Linked DNA regions of Sus scrofa: region 1 is linked to region 2. Evidence: chromatin contacts called from public Hi-C data. All regions are on one chromosome and are shown on one strand. The core of a region is the stretch at or near the end of the contact, and the rest is flanking DNA. Distances in the headings are between cores, read along the strand shown. Region 1 holds the start of TRIM16 (tripartite motif-containing protein 16). Region 2 overlaps PMP22 (peripheral myelin protein 22).

Evidence for each region. A called contact is a pair of places that touch in the nucleus more often than the background predicts.
Region 1: a contact with region 2 is called in a Hi-C map of embryonic fibroblasts, with 2.3 times the contacts expected there. The contact joins the promoter of TRIM16 here to the enhancer-like site in region 2. A contact is called at or near these places in 2 of 47 Hi-C or Micro-C datasets (embryonic fibroblasts and heart right ventricle).

Annotation. Positions count from the first base shown.
Region 1 is chr12:58,937,711-58,944,900 of Sscrofa11.1, forward strand. TRIM16 (tripartite motif-containing protein 16) reads right to left here and starts at 2,932. Exons shown (of 6, transcript XM_021067910.1): 1 at 1,072-2,932. The coding sequence starts at 1,644.
Region 2 is chr12:58,694,667-58,701,865 of Sscrofa11.1, forward strand. The region is part of intron 3 of PMP22 (peripheral myelin protein 22); the gene reads right to left. Among named protein-coding and RNA genes, the nearest start is that of PMP22, 36 kb to the right of the region's middle. Within about 2 kb of position 5,930, at least 18 of the 83 cell types and tissues checked have an H3K27ac peak or open chromatin away from gene starts, as enhancers often do. A contact at or near this core is called in embryonic fibroblasts, where this site is marked.

The DNA of each region.
Region 1 (7,190 bases), core at 1,682-4,181, 240 kb after region 2:
GTTGACCCCGAGCCTCTTCGTGGCTGTGAACGTGGGGAATGGGCGGCAGTGACCTGACGTTCTCTGATACTGAGGATGCTGGGAACAGCGGGCAAGAGGATTCAAGAGCTGGAAACGGTGACTCATTGGCGTCTGGAAAACAGAGCTTTCCAGAACAATTCCCACTAACACTGGATAAAATCTACACTTAATGGAGGCGTGGAGGAGGGGCCCTGGCAGGTAACCAGCTCGTCCCAGGAAGCACTTCCTCAGCTACCCAGGAACCTTGGGCGTGTGAAATGTGGGACAAAAGTCAACAGCCAACAGCCACTGAGAAAAAAAATGTGCTCGTGGAAAATCAAAATGTGAGAAACGAAGCATCTAAATCCATTGCCAAGAACAGTCTCCAGGCTCTCAGCTTTAGGGCAAAGAAAAGCTGGCTGTTCTAGAAACAGGTCCCTATCTGCCGGGACTAAGGTTACAGGCTTTGCGCACGGCGTTTCTCAGTCTCTCCTGCTACCCCATCTGATAAGGAGGCTCATTTTCCCTAAGTTAAGCCGTCCTCAACATTGCACCTGCAGGTAAGTTTCCAGTGCTGCGTCTTCAGGCTCTTGGATGTCACCCACATCTCCAGAGGGGCCCCTTCTATTGACCTCATTTAGGGAAGGGGAAAAGAGGAATCAGGGGGGAGGTTTGGGCTCTCCTCTCCTGAATTCCTGCCCAGGTTTACATTTCACTAACTGCCACTCAGATCAGGCCAGAGGGCAACACCGCTGCGCTCAGCCCCACACCTTCCGCACCCCACCCCCAGACGCATCAGCCACAGAAAGCTGAGTGACACACAGCAGGAAACTAGCAAGAGGACCCAGAGGGAGAGAGCGCAGGGACAGCAGGACCGAGATGGGGACAGAGGGACCCACCCCACTTTCCAAAGCCAAGTGCAAAAGAGATTTCTGCCCGATGGACAGGCAGGTACCAAGGCTCAAGTCCTTCCCGGGTGAACCCTAAGCACAGGAGTGAGGAGGCCAAGGCCCAGTCCCTCCCTGGACGTGCGGCCTCCCCACCCCCTCCCCAAGGGACCCCAGCACTCACCTCCTTGTCCCTGCGGGCGGTGTCCAGGGAGACCAAGGTGTGGCCCCTGTGCTCGCCCTGGCCGCACTCCCGGCAGATGCACTGCCCATCTGAGCAGCAGAAGGCGACCAGCGGGCTGCGGTGGGCAGGGCACACGCGCAGGTCCCGGTCCTTGGTGGGCTCGGTCAGCTGGTGGCCATGCAGCTTGCTGTTCTCCTGGTGCGGCCGCAGGTGCTCAGGGCAGTAGTTCACCATGCAGGTCAGGCAGGACTTCACGGCCCTCACCCTGCTGGCCCCGAGGCAGAAGTCACACAGGACCTCCTCCTCCTCCCCCTCGGCCTTGGGGCCCTCCTGCCCGGCAGAGTCGGCAGAACCGCTGCCCTGTCCCCCAGACTCCCCTGGGGGACTCTCCAGGGAGGCTGAGTCCTCCTCTGCCAGGCTGCCCTGTCCCCCAGGCTCCCCTGGGGGACTCTCCAGGGAGGCTGAGTCCTCCTCTGCCAGGCTGGCTGAAGCCAAGTCTGGGCTGAGAGTGGCTGGAGGGTGAGTGGGGACCCCGGGCAGCGGCCCTGGGGCCATCAGCTCCAATTCAGCCATGTAGAAGTTCTGCCACCAAGCTGGGCTTCCTCTGCCCTGTGGCCCAGGATCCCACAGCCCAGCCAGACAGGAGAACCACGCCTGCCCAGCCCTCAGCGCCCAGCTGACTGCAGCTGCTGCAGGACTTAACTGTTTCCTGCCCAGAGGAGGCTCAGCCGGTCACTACTCAGCTCAGGCTCAGACAATGAGCTGTGCTGATGACAGGGCTGTCGACTCTGACTCCTCTGGCTCCAGGCAGCCCAGGGGGCCCCCCCACAGGCTCAAGCCCCTCCTCCAGCCCAGCCCTGAAACTTCCATTCTTCTGTGAGTCACTCATCCCCCAAAGGCCACCAGGTCGGTCTGGAAAGGACTGGAGTTTCCTGCACTCTGCAGTCAAAAGCCGATGTTGGTTTGCGCCGCTTGACAGGCTCAGTGTTTTGTTTTCAATTTGCAAAGGGCCCCGGATGTAAAGACTTCAGCGAAAGGGCAGCCCTTCCTCCTTCCCATCTCGCGGACCTGGACGGGACGCGGCTGGGACAGAGTCTCATCTTTCCCACGTCACCTTCTGGCACGTTCCAGGAGTCGGGCTTCAGAAGGGCACTCAGCAGCGATCAGGAAGCCTGGGGACAGCTCGTCTCCTCCCACGGAGACCTCAAAGCAGTGGCCCTCCTTGGCCGCACCACCTACCCGGTGGCCCCACAGGGGCGTGGCCCCTTTGCTCGCTTACCAGGGTTTTCCTAGACATGGGGTTCGGGTTTGCTGTGGCAGCCACGATAAAGTACCACAGACCGGCTTCACCACAGAAATGCACCTGCTCCCAGCCCTGGAGCCTGGACGCCCAGGATCAAGGTGTTGGCAGGGGAGGGGGTGTCTCTGCTGAGGCCCCTCTCCTTGGCTCACAGATGGCCATCCTCCCCTGTGTCCTCAGCGGTCCCCCTTCAGTGTCCTCAGCTCCTCTGTTTCTAAGGACTGCAGTCAGAGCTGCATTAGGGCCACCCTCAGGGCCTCAGCTACCTTAACTACCTCTTTAAACGGCCCAGTCTCCAAATACAGTCCTATTCTGGGGGCTCCAACATTACAGCATATGATGGGGGGTGTGATGCAGCCACCACAGATGCTGGGGACAAGGTGGGCAGCACCTAAGTGCCTCGGAGGAAAGGGGCACCGGGTGGGGCTTCGCGGCCCACTTTGCACTTGCCAGGTGGGCGCCACAGCACCCAGGGTTATCCCAGGGCACCTGCCCCAGTGTCAGAGCCCCCAGAGGCTCTACAGCTCCCCCCAGGATCTCCTCAGATGTGCTCCAATGGACTAGGAAACCCACCGAACCGAGAGAGAAGGGGGCTGGTCCCGCTGGCCCCCGAGATTAGGGTTGGGGTGTGTCCAAGGCCTCACCCTCCCCATGGCTCCACCAGGGGGAGTTCTCGGGATCCAGAGTCCCACCACAGACCAAGGGGCGGTCCTGGTCCCTGACCAGGGCGCTGGGAAATGCAGAGGCTGCCTGGCGTGGAAGCGCAAGGAAGGCCACAGGTCTGCACTTGTCGTCAGCAGCCACAGAGCCTGTGGTCATGATGGGGACCCGGCCCCTCTGCCATACACCTGGGCTCCTGAGCACCCGAGCTCAGTACCCTCTTCCACCGACGAGGACAGCCCAGGAGAGGTTTCCCGGCACTTGCTTTCATGGTTTCAAATCTCCAGCCCGGAGGAGGGAGCTGCCTTCTCCAGGTCCGGCCCGTTCCCAGGCTTTTCTCCAACATTAACAAATCGGGTTGCTGTCCTTTCTGCCGCCTTTTCAGAACAACTCTACCAGTTCTACCCACCTGCCAGAGAGCCTCTGATCTTTCTGGGGAAGGGGGGTGGGGAGGTGGCTGCTGGCGGCCCGTTCCTCAAGCCCAGGCGCCAATTGGGGCGCAGAGCCAGCTCTCACTTTCTCCCACCCCTCTGCAGGTGGGTCCCCCGCCTCCCCTTCTGTCCTGCTGGCCCCACACGGCAGCCCATGGGCTCGCCCAGCCATCTCTGTTGCCCCCTCAGAGCCCTGAGCAGGCAGACATTCCACAGAAGCGTGGAAAACAGGAAACCTGAGAGTTCCTGCCGTGGAACTCGAGATCAGCGGTGTCTCTGCAGCACCAGGACGCAGGTTAGATCCCCAGCCCAGCACAGTGGATTAAAGGATCCAGCATGGCCGCAGCTGTGGCGTAGGTGGCACGTATAGCTCGGATCTGATCCCTGGCCTGGGAATTCCATATGCCGCAGGGCAGCCGAAAAAGAAAAGCAAAAACAAAACAGGAAACCTGAATTTTCAGCCCCAGCTTGACCTTGAAAAGTCATTTGTCCCCTCCCAACCTCAGTGTCCTGATCTCTAAGATGGGCAGGTTGGCCCAAGTCAGGGCTGGTAAACAAAGAGTCCCGATCTGGCTCCTGGGGGACAGGGCTATGTCTGGCCCAGGCTGGGCCTGGAGAGTGCTGGCCCTCTGGAGACCACAAATTCTACAAACTTCCAAACCCCCTCCACTGCCAGGCCCAGAGCAGCGCCTTCAGACCACACAGCTGCCTGAGCGCCAAGCCTGCTTCCAGGGACTGTAACACACCTCCTCACACCCAGAGCCCCTGGTCCAGCGCTCCTGTACCAGGAGATGGGGGCTAACACCCCCTGGGTTTCCTAAACCCAGGTTCCCTATGGCCCCCGGAAGCCCACCATTCCCAGTCTCTTCCTGGCTCCCCGCCTCCCCGCCTTAGGTGAAGCTCACTTTCCCGCTGCTGCACTGGTTCCTTTGCCGTGTCTCAGAGCCGAGGTGGGAGTGCTGCTGACCCCACCACAACGTCCAGACCCCTCCCAGGCCTCCCCTCACACCTGCTCCCCTGATGTCACACCACCCTCTCCTGTCCCCCAGGCCCCCCCGCCCCCGCCCCCGAACATTCAGCCTTGCATAAAACAAGGGTCTCTCTCTTCTCTCCAAATTAAATACAATTTCCTTCTTTCCTGAATCAAGTCTGCCACCTGGGGTGTTAGGGCCACATTGTGGTTTGGTATTTAGTCCTTTTCCCTACCAAGAACTTTGAGAACTCGCCCCCTACTCGGCGTGGGGCAGGAACTGGTAGGGACAGAATCACTCACCTCCCATCCCATTGGCTCTGTTGGGACTAAGCCCTCAAATGGGCAAAGTCCTCCCAAGCCACCCGAGCAAGGGTACCAAGAGGTCCCCCCCAGTTTGCGGGAACAGCTTCAGCTGTGCCTTTAGCTCCAAACCTCCCCCCACAGGGACACACACGGGTCATTTCCTGCTGAGCCACACGAGGCCTGGCCCTGGCTGGCTTCCCGGTCCCTCTTGTTTGTCCACAAGGTACGACCTTCCCTTGATCAGCAACCCTAAGCTCCCCGGGCCCACAGGCTAGACTGAGCCCCTGGACCTGCCCGGAACCTCTGGGGGGCCTTTGAGGCCCTGGAAACAGAGAGCTCGGGACCCAGCCCACACTCTCCAATCATCCCTCATGAAGCCTAGCACCAAGGCCATGACATTCTATGTGGTACGTGGTTAGCACAGTCCTTGAACTGTGCTCTGTCCAAACTCCGTAACAGCGCTAAGAAAACCCAAAGTAATTACACACTAAACTCTAGTCATCTTGGTGGGTTAGGTGTAAAATGGCAAAATGACCTACTCAGACCAAATGAAGAAATCTTTTAAAATATATAATAGGAAGGTCCCTTATGGGCAGCAGGTGAACGGCCATAGCTCTGGCTGGGGTTCAATCCTGGGCCCATGGCTGCAGCCAAAAGGAAACAATAAAAAACAATAAAATAGGTAACAAATGCTCCCTCTCGCCCAGCGGGGCAGAAGATGGGTTCCAAGTTTGGCTCACCCCAGAGGTCCAAGGACAGCTGGTGGCTTTGGCCAGTTTTCTGGAAGTGGGTTAGCTGCTCGGCACCTAGTCAGAATGGCATCTCTCATCTTGCTGTTTTCTGGGATACCACACATTCCAGGGAGCCGCACTCACCTCTGTAGAGGTATCTGGGGCCAGGCCAGCCAGGGTGTGGTCACCACCAGTGCGCTGGGAGAAGCAGCAGCCCAGCCGCCCAGCAAGGTAGTGGCCAGGCAGGAGGGGACATCTCACAAGGTTTTAATTTGCATTTCCCGGAGGATTAGCAATGCTGAGCATCTTTTCACGTGCCTGTGGGCCATTTATGTCTTCTTTGGAAAAACTGTCTATTCAGGTCTTCAGCTCATATTTTAATTAGTTTGTTTGGGGTTGATTATTTTGTTGTTTTGGGCCACATTTCGGCATATGGAGGTTCCCAAGCCAGGGATCAAATCAGTGCCTCAGCAGTGACCTGAGCTGCTGCCAAGACAACATGCTGTGGCCACAGTGGGAACTCCAGTTGTTTGGTCTTTAGATGTCGGGAGCCATAAGGCTGCTCCAGTAAAGAAAGCAAAGCCACAGTCGGCAACTGCATGAGGCTTGTCTGGTTAGCAGAGCTACAGACAAGCTGAAGAAAGAAGAAGGATTGCAGAGCAATCCCTTGAAAGACATCGGCTCCAGGAAAATAAAAATGATATCCCCTAAAAAATACGTTAATCTATTTTTCTGTGTTTATCTTTCCTTTTCTTTCTCTATTCACAGCTTTCTTACTGCTAAAGATTTGCCCTGGGTACGTAAAACACTTGAACCAAAACAGAATGAAGTTGTTTAAACAATGTAATGGAAAAAGCCTTTGTTTTGGAGTAACAATTTATGGCACCTATTTTGTGAGAGTATACAGGGGAAACTTATGATTTCAGTCCCTTTATTTAAAAAGAAGTTTGGGGCTGGGAAAAATGTTGTTTGGCCTATAAATTGCTATTTTCTATAATAGATATATTTTTTATCAAATAACAGTGTCACCTGTAACTTTCATCCTTTGTGGGGGCATTTGATAATTTTGGGTATAATACTCCTTTCTATTGAAATTGGTGGTTTGGAACTTACGTAAATCAGCACAATAGGTTAAATGCTTAGCTTGCTGGCGCCAAATAAATCGTGGTTTTAAGAATGTCATGAGCCCAAAGCTTTCATGCGTTTTGTTAACTACATACACCGTTAGTTAAAGAATGTTAGGTATCATAGTTTATTACTTATTAAAGCTTTGTTCTTAATATAGAATAGAATAGCTACTGTTGTTGACCTTTTAAGAAAAATACAGTGTGAAACTTTAAGTTTGTAATCTTGAAGGAAAAATCTAAAGTTGAAAGGAACATGTTTTAACTAACCTTCTTTTTTTGTATCTCGGGTGGAGGGAACAAAAGGGCTTTAAATCAAATGTTAATGTCAAATCTTACACGAAACCTGATTGTGAAAGGGTATAAAAACTGAGGCTTTTCATTTAATAAATTGGGTCCTCTGCAGCAGGCAGCTGAGGAGTTGGCTCCAATTCTTTCCGCGCCGTTTGTAGCCCATCCTCTCCTTCGGCGCTCCCTGGCTGCTGGGGCTGGACCTCGGCATTTAGATGTTGAGTTGTGTGAGCTGTTCATATGTGTTGGATATTAACCCCTTACTGGTTATGTCATTTGCAAATATTTTCTCCCATTCAGTACATT
Region 2 (7,199 bases), core at 4,680-7,179:
CTCAAACTGGGACTCTAGTGCCGTTACAGAGGCTAAGTTTACCGGAGATACTCAGCTGTGTCGGGCTTCCTCCCTCTTTCCCGTGGTGGAAAACTCTAGTCACAGGAGCATCAGGGGAGGCTGTGTTTCGCAAGGGACTGTTGGAGGACAGAGCCCAGCAGGGGATTAAACAGAGAAGCAGAGTGGCTCCATGGTCAAGGGTACGGACCTGCCCGCCTTGGACACGCGATGGCCAAAGAAGTGCTCCAGGCCAGTAGACCTCTCGCCACTAAAAAATTAATTAATTAAAAAAATTTCAACACAGCCTGCCTAACTTCCACATTGTATGCTTTTCTTTTGCTTTTGCTTTTTGTCTTTTTGTCTTTTCAGGGCCGCACCTGCGGCACATGGAGGTTCCCAGGCTAGGGGTCGAATCGCAGCTGTAGCCACCAGCCTAGACCACAGCCACAGCCATGCAGGATCTGAGCTGCGTCTGTGACCTACACCACAGCTCACGGCAACGCCAGATGCTTAACCCACCGAGTGAGGCCAGGGATCAAACCCTCAACCTTACAGATGCTAGTCAGATTCATTTCCGCTGCGCCACAATGGGAATTCCTGTAGTGTTTTTCAAGTTGATCGATCAGAGAACCTCTGTTGTTGGTGCTGGTACCAAACAAGTTGGTACCAAACTTGGACCTGCTGGGTTTGGCCGCAGGCGAAGGCGCTGGGAATGAGAAAGGCATTTGAACTGCTGATCACAAGCTGTGCTCATGGGCAGGGACCAGGAGGAGGGGCAACCCGGGGGTTTAAAAGGCTGCTCCAGATGATAAAAACCATCGGAGGCCTCTCTCCTCTGTAATTCCTAAAATATAAAACGAAGGGCCAAGCCTCGTGGGAACGCACAGCCCCAGCAGCCACAGGAAACCACCCACTCGCCTGGCCTTCCACGCCTACTGATCTCCCGCCCACTTGCCAGGCTCGGCTCAAAGGCTGCGTCCATGTGGGGGCCCCCCCCACCCCGCATCACAGTTACATCCAGAAGAGGAAGTGGCGCCAGGACGCAGGGGCTTGGGTGGGGGCCAACTCCGGGCCCAGCCTCCGCGCCCCCCCATCAGCCCACCAGGGCAGCTGCTCCCCACAGCCATCCCCACTTCATTAGCGGCAGACCCAGCACGGAAAGGCCTGTCCACTGGGCTTCCCCACAACACACTGGGGCGCTGCCACATCCCACCGGATGTCTGAGATCTAAGGGATGAGTCGACGTTGCCGCCTTAGGTTTGGAACCCGCAGCCAGGGAGGGGGAGCGAGAAAGGTAGAGCAAAGCGATGGAGTCCCCCCGTCTCTGCCCGTCCACCTGCCAGGCAAACTGCAGGCCAGCGCCGGGGACAGGGGGCAGGAGCCCGCAGGAAGGAGGCATCACCAGAGGGAAGTCCCTGGAAGATAAAACTGCAGCCTCCAGGGTCTGAAGAGTCCATGCAGGGACACAGTGGGGCCTAAACCCCTTGAGGACAAGCTGGCGCCCTGCGAAACCCAGGTCCGGCCCTCCAGGCATGAACAAGGACAACCAGAAACGACAGGAGATTCAGGGCACAGACGTGGCCTTAGCTAAGAAATGTTTTGTTTTTTTTTTCAGGCCAGGGACAGAACCCCCACTGCAGCAGTGACAACGCTAGGTCCTTAACCCACTGAGCCACCGGGGAACTCCAAGCTAAGTTTGAGTTCCTAATGACGGCCTCTCCTGGCATCCCCACATCACCGGCCCCTCCTCCCCAAGCTCTCCAACTGCCCCCTCCTGCCCCGCCAGCCACAGGGGGCCCCCGCCCCACTCTGGGCCCTCTGCTCCCTGTGCCTCTCCTCTCAGCTATGCCCCTGCACCGTGACTTCAAATTTCCCCCGGGACGGTAATGATCCCAGATGTGAGTTTCTGGCCCAGATCTTGGCCCTGGGCCAGATTCCCTAAGTCCAAGTGCTTTGCTGCTGATCCACTTTCTCAGGGAACAGCCAGAAGGGGCTTTCAAAACACATCCAATCAGGCTGCTCTCCTGCTCCAGTGCTGCCAAACTGTCCTCTGCATCATGGCCCGGCCATCGGCCGGTCGGTCACCTTCGCTCAGCCCTGCGACCCGGTGCTGGGGACACACCCACATCCTCCCGCCTCAGGACCCGGGCCCCTCCCATCACCTCCTGGAACTTTCTTCCTGTGGTTCTTCATACAACAGGTCCCTCCCGCCTTCTAAGCCTCCGTCCACACGACTCTGGCACCAAGAGGCCTTCCGTGACCACTGGCGACTTGCTCTCTGCAGAGCACTGACCGTCCACTGCCCACGGGGACTCGTTCATGTCACACACACACCCCCAAGTTACTGTCCCACCAGGGCAGAGGCGGGGTCTTCCCTGCTCAGCTTCTGGAACTCTGCCCAGTGCTAGGATGGGCTCCACACGTTTGAAGAACGGATGAAGGGCCCATGCTGTCTGCTCTTTGAAAACGACAGAGGCTGTCTTGAAAGGTAGTGAGCTCCCCAACACTGGAAGCATGAGCACCCTGCAGGGGTCGGGGTGGTCTGAAGCTGGTGGGCGGGGGAGGGAGATGGACCTGACGGCCTCTGGGGTCCCTGCCAGCGTCAGGGTCCGTGAGTGTGCTGACCACACGCTCAGAAGGCTTCGTGCCAGACACCCTTTTCCCAGGCACCGAAACCCAACATCCAAGGCCAAACCTGCTCCTCAACTATAAGAGCTGCTTTCTCAACTCTGGTAAAACCCTGGGGATGCAGTTTAAATTTCTGAAAAGGCAGAGATTGAGCCTTAAGGGCCGTGGGGGTTCCGACAGCATCAGATGCTGGCATCTGATGAGAGACCAAGAGCTGAAACCTCAGCATTGGGATACCTCGTCCCCCCCACCTCCACCCCCGCGGCGACCTCGCACCCCCCAGGGCCTGCCGAGTCAAGGCCAGACTGGGACAGAGCCTGCCGGCCAGCCCGGAAACCCTCAAAGATTTTCAACTGCAGCACATGAACCCACCAGAGGGCCTCCCATGTTTTCTAAACTCTGACCAAAAGCTGAGCCACCGACCAGGATGTGGTCTGTGTCCTTGCCGAAGGGACAGTGCCACCAAACAGATAACTGAGACAAGTCTGGAGTAACAGACATCACAGGCACGACAGACATGGGGGGCTTAAGCCAGGGGCTCCGGAGACACGAAACTTACTTTTTTTCTAATTTTCAACCCAGAGCACTGGTCAGGTGCTGCCCTGAGCTCCCGGCGGCTGTGAGTAAGCCCTGGGTGTCACCTGATCGGCTCCAGCGTGCACACTGCAGAAGAGGGCTGGCCGGTGCCCCTGAGCAATGGGAGGGCTCATGTCTGGCTGCCCTGTCACCCAGGATGCTTTGGGGCAGACAGGAGGAAAGCCTGATTCCTTCCTCCAGGCTTTCATGTTGAAAGGTCTCCTCTTTACAAAGTGAAAGTGCTTCGGGAATGTGTGCCTTTTATGTGCCTCACACCTCAGCATGAACAAGTGTGCCCCTCTCTTCTGAGACAGAGGACTTGGGAAGATACACTGTGCCTGGGCCACCCGCAGTTCGATGCTCTGAAGCTGACAGAGAGGCCAGCGCTGCACCCTCCCAGCTAATATCTGGATCATTGGGAGCATTCAAAACAAAAAGCTTTATCAAGGCAAGGCAAACGTTTTGCTGAACCTTCTGGGTCAGGAGATTTTAAACACACCCGTAGTGTGAAGCCCTGGGGCAGACAGGCACCTTCAGGACCGGGGATGCCCTGATCCCAGCCAGAGATCTTAGCAGCTTGAGAGCCAAGACTCACCTGTCTCTGGAGGGATGCTGGCCTGAGCGGATGCTGCCTCTCCAGCCCCACCGGCCACATCTGGAGCCTCCACGTTCTGAATCCAGGCCGACCGGACCTATTTGTTTCTCACACTAACTTCCTAACACGAAATAACATTTACACACACACACACACTGCCCAGGACCCTGAAGAGCTGCTGTAAAAGGGTATGACTCAAGAAGCCATGCTTCCCATGAAGCCGAATGACGCCATTCTCAGCCTCCCTGGCCACTGTGACTCTGTGACTAACTCGCAGTAAAAGAGAGAAACAGAAGTGTGTGGTCTGGCTGGAGATGTTTCATGAAGAGGGAGGGGGACACATCCTTCTCCTCCTCCCTTCTCTACCCTATGGCTTGAAGCATGGATGAAATGGCTGGTGCCCCAGCAGCCTTTTGATCCATGAGGACAAGGGCCAACTCCAAGGGATGACAAAGGAACGAGCTAAGAGGTGCCTGGGACTCTGACAGTTCATGGAACTGCTATGCCTAGCTTGGGCTGCCTCCTCCCACATGGCTTTGGAAAGAAAGGGAAACAAACAATCTTCTTTAAGTCACCACCATCGGAAGAGGTTCTGTCTCATGCCGTCAACCTTAATGCCGACTGGGACACGAGCCCACCGTTGTAACATGTCCTTGTCTTGCCTTCCCCTTGCTTCAGTCTCGCCGTTGCCTCCATAGAGAACAGCCTCCTCCTCTCACCCGTGTTTATTTAAACCCTGCCCATCCTTTGGAGGACAGCTCAAATCCCACCTCCCACGAAACCGCACTTCCACTTCCACTCGGGCACCTGGCCTGTGCTGCCTTCACAGCGATTCATCACAGAGCTCGGGACCCAACAGTCACTGGCTGCGAGGCGTTCGAGATGAGGTCATGATAAACATATCCCTCCACTAAGCCTCTTTCACCTCCACCTGCAGCGGGGACCAGGATGGGGCCAGAAAGGATGCAAACACCATTAGAAAACGGGAAAAGCAGACAGAGTTGAGGGCAGGGGGTGAGAAATCTGAAACTACTCGAATATCAAGAGGGGGCTTGAGGGAAAACTCTCATAGGTCTTCTTCAAACTCCATTACACAGACATTTGACTGCCATTCAGTTAACGTGGCAAGAGGCACTATTCATATACATACGTTAAAAACAAAAACGAAAAAAGGCAGAATGCTATCTCTGTCCTGCACATGCAAAGCAAGCTCCTTCAGAAAAAAAAAAAAAAAAAAAACAGTAAATCCTGTAAGCCAATGTGTCTTCACATTGCGTGCGTATTTTCATATGCCCGCAATGTAGTCTTCACAAATCTGTATTGATAACGAATTATTTTCAATCACTTCAATAAAAAGTGCGTTTGAAGCATTTTGAGAGCAAATACCGACGCGCGTGAATGCTTTCCCACTAGCAGAGTTCATGTGGTTTTTTTTCACCTCTTGTCTGGCACAGAAAGGGTTAAACCCAGTTGACAAGGCTAAGGAGGCGGCAGGGGTTCACCCGCATCAGAATTAGGACTGGACAAGCTGACACATCCGAAGGCGACAGCAGGGTTAGACCACTGGAGAAGCCTAAATGGAAACTTCTGACATAGGATCAGCCCCAGTGTCCAGATCTCCTCCAAACGCCCTCGCTGGGGGAGCTGAGAAGGCAGATGTGGAGGAGAAGCGGGGTCTGGGGCCCCCGGAAAGCAATCTCGCGGATGTGGATAAAGACCCACGAGGAACAACCTGAAGCCGTGGTCAATGAACCCAAGAGGATGAGGTTCGCCCACCCAGAGCCAGCTGAGAGATAGGATGCTTCCTGATTGAAGAACCCTGGGGCTCCTGGAGAGCTGCTGCCAGGGCGGAAATGACTGCCTTCCCCACCGCGGGAGGCAGTAGCAGGCCAGCCAGCCGTCCTGCCTGCAGGCGATTTGAACACGATTTAGATCACAGCTGCTCTGCCGACTCATCTCTGCTGAAACCCAGCCGGGGGAGGGACACGCCTGCCAGAACTGCCCCTTCCGTGCCTAAGAGTCCAGAACTCCCTGCCAACTCCGCATGGCCAAACGCCACTTGGGCGAGGCAACTGCGGGGCCAGAGGTCTCAGGAAGAACAGCACTTTCCAGTGGCGTCACCACTTGTGGCCACCAGGTGTCAGTAGTGAGCAGGGAGCCTCCCATCCTGAGTCTTCAGGGAACCTCAGCCAGACCCAGCCTGGGGAACCCGCGGATGCCGCAGCTTTGGGGACAAGCAGTGCTTTGGGCAGATGCACCGACGACGTGCCTGAGTGTTTCATCCACCTGGCTGCCAACTCACTGTGCTACCCTCCAGGGTGGTTTTAATTTAACATCCTTCGCAGATCCAGAAAAAACATGAAGGACTGCTCCCTTCCATAAAGACTGGGGTCTTTCTTTTTCCCCTCTTCCCCGGGGATAGTGGAAACGCAATGCGGGGTCTTCCAGCCCTGGGCCTCCTCCCCACAGAAACGACAACAATTCTCAGTTTCTCTTTATATTGAGGTTCGAGCCGTTTGGTTGGTGACCCTTCAGTGACAGCCTGTCAGGCACAGAGCCCCTAGGAGGAAAGGCTGGCAAAGAAACTGAGTTGTGCCAGCCCAGAACTAGGGCCACTACCCTACCCGCTTTGTGGAGGTGCCCCTAAACTGACTTCTCTCCCCGGGAGCATCTTCAACAGAAATACTTGATGCAGGAGTAGCTGCAGCCACCCTGGAACCTGTACTGTGCTGGTCTTCAAAGCCAGGATGTCAAGAAAGCTCTGTCAGATCTGCAGCAACTTCCCTCTCCAGCCTGTGACACGTCCTTTGCAACACGAGACCTCGTGAAGCCTGGCCCTCATCCTTCCAATGTCCATGCTGCCACCAGACACTGTCCAGCTACCAAGAGAATACATCCTATGTACCTATCCCTCTGCACGTCCAAAGACACCAGATCTCTTCCGAGCTCTCCTTTTCTCTGGATGCTGGAAATACCTAAGTGTGTGCTTCCGCTGCCAATTAACCCCTCTTTGAATCCAAGAGCGCATATCTCACAAGTAACGATGCCGAGGACAGGGTAGAAATACTTCCGGGCTCAGCTTGGGGTTTTGGAAACAGCTTCAATGCCCCACCTTGCAAAGAGGAAGCACTGGAAAGTTCTGATGCTAAACGACATCATTGAGGCACAAGAAATCCCATAACTGGGAACCAAAAGCTGGCCCATCTATCCTTGGGATGGCCCCTCATCACTGTGCCAGAAAGATGCAGGACATTCCTGAATATTTCTGCCAACAGACCAAAGATGCCAGTTGGATCAAAACTCCCAGTGGGCTTTGCTTCAGGTTTTGCATCATTACTGTTCATCAGTGTCTACATTTCTCTGCTCACAAGTGATAACTGGGGGGGGGGGGGCGCTCCAG